Linked DNA regions of Mus musculus: region 1 is linked to region 2. A link is a contact called in public HiChIP or PLAC-seq data. All regions are on one chromosome and are shown on one strand. Each heading gives the region's core, a stretch centred on a gene start, on an enhancer-like site or on the middle of the called end of the contact. The rest is flanking DNA. Distances are from core to core; before and after follow the strand shown.

Region 1 (2,866 bases), core at 4-2,503, 550 kb before region 2:
CATCTGTTCTCTATCAAAGACTACAAGTCTGTGTTCCCACCTTTCTGAGGAAAGGGAGAATTTTTTTTCTTTTATGCTTTTGTGATTTTTCAGAAAAGACATTTAAGTTTTTTTGGCACACTATAATCTCAGTTAAACTAGGTTATCAGAGTCACCAGTTACCACACAGTTAAGTCCTTGTGAGTACTTGAGATTGCTTGCTAGATCCTCACGTGTGCCTTCTTGGCACTCTCGAATGCTCCGCGACCACCCATGTCTGCCACTGAGACAGGAAGGTGGAACAAGCAGCCCATGCCCCACCCTCGGGATGCCAGCAAGGCGCTGAGATTTGTGCCACCCGCAGCATCTCTCTTGGTTAGGGTTTCTATGGCTTCGAGAAAACATCGTGACCAAAAAAGCAAGTTGGGGAGCAAAAGGTTTATTTGGCTTACACTTCCAGATCAAGTCCACCACGAGTGGAAGTTGGGATAGGAACTCTAGTAGGGCAGGGAGATCTGAATACTGAGGCCATGGAGAGGTGCTGCTTACTGGCTTGCTTTCCATGGCTTACTCAGTCTGCTGTCCTATAGAACCCAGGACCACCAGCCCAGGCACCACCCACAGTGAGCTGGTCCTTCTCTGATCACTAATCGAGAAAGTGTCTTACAGTTGGAGCTCATGGAGGCCTTTCCTCATCTGAAGCTCCTTCTGTTATGACACTAGTGTCAAGTTGACACATAAACCCAGCCAGGACAGCATCCTTCTGCCTCCCAACCTCTCCTTTCTTGTCAGGATTCAAGAGTCTGTTGTCTCAGCCCCATTGGCCTGGGTTTGAGGCAGTTCTCCAGGATACTTAGTTTTCCTTAGACAATGAAAAAGAATCTCCCCGTCGGAGGAGCGCTAAAGCACAGAGGGATCCTCCTTCAGAAGTGAATTAAGCCCTTTGGTGAGATTCTCTCATGATGGCTTTCTGTGGGAGCTTTAATGACTCCAAAAGAAAGTGTTGTGAGAATTGAGGTTGTTTTCACTTTCACAGTGATTGGCTGACATGCTGGGGGTGTCATGGGTTTCCTGGGGTGTGGAGAGATGCTGGCTAATTTTCCCCGTGCAGTGCCTACTCTCTATACATCCAACACTATTGTATGACCTTTGCTCTTTTTTTTTTTTCTCTTTTCCTTTTCTATTGCAGGAATTTTGGCTACACCTCTTTAAGTTCCTGGTGAGTCATAGGCACACATCCACCCAGGAACTATCTTGGATACACAGATGAAAGACACACACATTAGCTCATTTTTAAACTGCCTTGTTGGCTCTGTGGCTAGGCTCTTCTAAGACTTCTGCAGCTAGCATGTCCTTACCTTTCCTCCTAACTCAACACCTCTAAATCTGCCCTTAACTTAGTTGCCTAGTTACCTTCTGTGAAGTCCATTGGTCTTGCTGCCCAAGACTCTTTTGGGCTGCCCTTCCGTGAGCTGCTTTTCTTTTCTGCCTACATTTTGGAAGACCTCTCCTACAGCTCTGAGTCTGTTCCATATCTCTTCTCCATGAATTCTGATCTCCTCCTCCTCTCCCCTAGCCTGTGGTAACCTGAAAGTTCTGCCTCTTTCTTTCTGCCCAGCCATTGGCCGCTGGCATCTTTATTGATTGATCAAGAACCAACTGGGGACAAGGACCTTCAGCCCCAGTACACACAGATCCCCATGAAATCAAAGCATAAGAACCACTCCTCTACATCTCACCTTTTCTGTCCAATTAAAAAAAAAGACAAACCTCTCCTTTCAGATCTAAATTGAGCATAACCACAACAATTATGTAAATTACAAAGCATGATATACAGTCAATATCCAGTCCATCATATTTGTCAATTAAAGTACTTTACCATCACTCCTAACTTGAAGAGTTACAATTCTACCTCTGAGTTATGTTTATATTTTAACTAGTAACACCATCTGAAAAATCATGCTTTCTACTCTATATCATGTCTTTAATGTTAAACAACTTAAATTTGCTTATGGGACTATAATTAGTGTTCAACCCTGTCAGAAATACAAGAATGAGATAAATGCTTCCTGGGTATATAGGAAGCACTAAACATAGCTTCTTAAACTTAAACATTTGTAGAGACAGCAGACTACCTGGGCAGTCCCCATTTCTCAAAACATCAGACTTCAGCTTTCTGGCCCAGGATCATCTGACAGACCTTTGTAAAGCAGAATTATGAAGGACTGTTTACTCTGTATTGACAGAGCTATCAGTTGACTATTCTGCATAGTGTGTCCATTTTGGACAGTATTTTGTATGTAGATGAAAGAGGTAATTTCTGTCCCGTGTCTACCTTGCCATGATAAGCAACCTTGCCCAGAGGTAAAGATGTTCAATATCTTCTTTGAACTGTGAAGGGGGTACTGTCAGTAGCAGACACATCTCTAGTCAAATGATCCTTAATATGAAATTACATTAAATGTTACATTCTGTGGATTTCTGATGTTTTTGAAGCCTGTCTAAGTAAAGTATATTTGAACTATTAAACCTTAGCTACTCTTCGCCATTTCTATTTGAGTACATTGAAAGCACTCAATTATAGTTAAATTAGAATCTAACCTAACCTTGAGTTGACTATCTGACCCTTAACTTGTGCTACTTAATCAACTTGTTATTAAATGAGTTGCATAGGCACAATGCCTATCTAAGAGTAACAATATTAATTTCGAATTTTGTATCAATATACAGATTCATACCAATGAAAACCTTAATTCTATATCAATATATACATTCTGTACCAATTCAATTTTACATCAATTACAAAGATTTCATCCTTGTATTTTTTTTTTCTGTTATCCTTTGAAGGGCTGGATTCGTGGAAAGATAATGTGTGAATTTGGTTCTG
Region 2 (2,919 bases), core at 101-2,600:
GGAGCGGACCAAGCCTTCTGTGTTCTTGTAAGTTTCCTGTTAGTATGAAGTATGCTGAAATTGGAGCTTTTTTTTCCCATTTTTTATTAGGTATTTAGCTCATTTACATTTCCAATGCTATACCAAAAGTCCCCCATACCCACCCACCCCCAATCCCCTACCCACCCACTCCCCCTTTTTGGCCCTGGCGTTCCCCTGTACTGGGGCATATAAAGTTTGCGTGTCCAATGGGCCTCTCTTTCCAGTGATGGCCGACTAGGCCATCTTTTGATACATATGCAGCTAGAGTCAAGAGCTCCGGGGTACTGGTTAGTTCATAATGTTGTTCCGAGGAGCTTGCTAATAGAGCGAATAAGACCAGGACTCTAAGACCAGTCTGCTTGGGGTCTATCCTCGCTCCCTTCTTACAGAACGATCCAGGCAAGTTACGTTTCTCATGCTTCCACCTTCCCTTCTGCCAATAGAGACAATGTTTATGGCCCTGCAGAGGATATTTTTTTTAATGGGGTAAGTAATATTTGAACAGGGCCTGGTGTATGATAAACACTATGTAGTGCCTGCTAGCTAATATTCATACACATTATTCTTTTAAAAAATGGTATTTTGAAGTCTTTCTGAAACAATTGACCATCATCCCTACAGGGAGGAATTTTTACCTGAAAACTCAGCTTCCCCGTAAGGCAATTTTCTAGAAAGATACTTTTTCCTGAGGAGACATATCGAATCGCAAGGTAATCTGTTTTGGGTTTGGTTTGATTTCTCAAGACAAGGTTTCTCTGTATAGCCCTGGCTGTCCTGGAACTTGCTCTTGTAGACCAGGCTGGCCTTGAACTCTGAGAGATGCCAGCCTCTGATGTCTAAGTGCTGAGACTAAAAGCATGTGCCACAGCCCCCCCCCCAAGTTTCTCAAGGTGTTTTTACAGTATATGGGGCTGCCTGTGATCTGTCCCCTACATGTAAATGCCTTTTAAATGAAGTGGAGGGGGTGGCAAGGTCAGGTAGAGGGAGAACGGGATATGTGGTGAGATGTGATCTTGACACATTCCGTGCACTGAGCTGACAGTACCTCTGGGGTGACACCGTTCCCAAGCATTTCTTTGAAGAAGGTAAGAGCTGAAATGAAACAATGTTTTTAGGGCCCGAGGGGGACATATCGTCCAGCAATTATTATGGAAGCGATTCTTCTAAGGAAAGTGCAGTTGGTGATGGTGACATCTGTGGACTCAAGAAACATTCCTTGAGATGACAAAAACTTGGGTTTGTCCCTGCCAGCCTTCCATTAAGCTATTAAAAGAGTGACTCACTACGGCACACCCACCTTACAGACTGGGTCTCTCCCCAAAGCTGCTTTGTCATTCTTTTGTGAATCGTAGCTGTGTTTCCCATAAGCAGTGATCCCTGCAAGGCACAGGACTCCGTGTGTCACCATGGCATGTGGGGGTTACCAGACATCCCTTCCCATGCTGCAGCTTCTGAATCTCTTTTAAATAAAAACTCTTCTTCCTTGTGGAGCAGGGTCAATTTCATACCTCTTTTGTGTACGTCATGGTTCTTAACAAGAAGTTCTCAGTAAGTGGTAGCTTTTTCTGATGTTTTGCTTTTTTTGTCTTGGTTGCCTAGAAACACAGACTTAAATATGTGAGTTTAATTACAGAAACATTTTTTTTTGGCTGATTCAATTAAATCTCCATATCTTTTAGGTAGTTTCGGCTGTCTGTGTTTACTTAAACTTTTAAAAGAATAGAATATTCATTTATTAAAGGAAAAATATGTATTCTTTTCAGGTTGGTTAAAATCCTTTTTTGTCTCATATTATATTTAATATCTTCTACATTTCTATAGTTATGTATGATTTAAAGAAATGCATATTCTGGCATATATGTGTATATACATATATGTATGCACGATCCAAAGGAATCATTATACTATAGTAAATATATGGCATAAAGCAGGAGTTCTCAGCCTTCCTAATGCTATAACCCCTTAATATAGCTCATGCATATGTTCTGATGACTGACATCCGTAATATTATTTTGTTACTACTTCATAACTGTAATTTTGCTACTGTTATGAATAACTATGTAAATATCCAAATATACAGAATATCTTATATGTGAATCCCCAAAAGGGTTGAGACCCACAGGTTGAGAAACACTGGCATAGAGTATACTACAGCATGCATGTGCAATGTGCATATGAAACAAAAGTAGTCATGCACACAGTATAATACACATGTAATATGTAAACATATATAGGTATTTCATATATAAGACGCTGCAGCACATTTTAGACATATATTTATGTCTAAATATATACATATATGTAACTACAGATTGTTTATGTGTGTGTACTTTAGGGAAAGAGAATGCCTATTGACTTTCACTATTAATCCATAGAGTTTTTGACTCTCCTCCTGCCCTCCATAAAATCAAAGTCAAAAGTGACTAACTGTTAGCCACCTAAGGAATTCAATGACATGAGCAGTGAAGTGTGTGTGTGTTCTCTTTATTAAAAAAAATAAAACCCTAAAATCCAAAACCAGTTATGCACTCAAACCAAAGTGTGTGTGTGTGGGGGGGTGAGGGTGAGGGGGTACATATATACTCATGTATACATCAAAACATCACATTAGCTATTGTAGTAGTTTAAATATGCTTGGCCCATGGGTGTGGCCTTGTTGGAGGAAGTGTATAAAACAGCCCCAATGAAACATTGTCCTTTATAAGAGTTGCCTTGGTCATGGTATCTCTTCATAGTAATAAAACCCTTAGTAAGCTATCTTAAATATATGTAATAAAAACAAAGCTATTTTTTAAAGATTTTTTTTGTTTTTTGTTTGTTTGTTTGCTTGCTTGTTTTTTGGGGTTTTGTTTTGTTTTGTTTTTTGTTTTTTGAGACAGGGTTTCTCTGTATAGCTTT

Evidence for each region. HiChIP or PLAC-seq counts read pairs in DNA pulled down with a chosen protein or histone mark.
Region 1: an HNF4G HiChIP or PLAC-seq map of pancreatic cancer cells shows a contact between it and region 2. The contact joins two enhancer-like sites. A contact is called at or near these places in 1 of 484 Hi-C or Micro-C datasets (cerebral cortex) and 1 of 115 datasets of contacts at active chromatin or transcription factors (pancreatic cancer cells).

Annotation. Positions count from the first base shown.
Region 1 is chr17:79,830,863-79,833,728 of GRCm38.p6, reverse strand. No RefSeq gene overlaps it. Among named protein-coding and RNA genes, the nearest start is that of Atl2, 64 kb to the left of the region's middle. Within about 2 kb of position 1,253, at least 19 of the 459 cell types and tissues checked have an H3K27ac peak or open chromatin away from gene starts, as enhancers often do. A contact at or near this core is called in pancreatic cancer cells, where this site is marked.
Region 2 is chr17:79,283,857-79,286,775 of GRCm38.p6, reverse strand. No RefSeq gene overlaps it. Among named protein-coding and RNA genes, the nearest start is that of Gm17315, 69 kb to the left of the region's middle. Within about 2 kb of position 1,350, at least 40 of the 459 cell types and tissues checked have an H3K27ac peak or open chromatin away from gene starts, as enhancers often do. A contact at or near this core is called in pancreatic cancer cells, where this site is marked.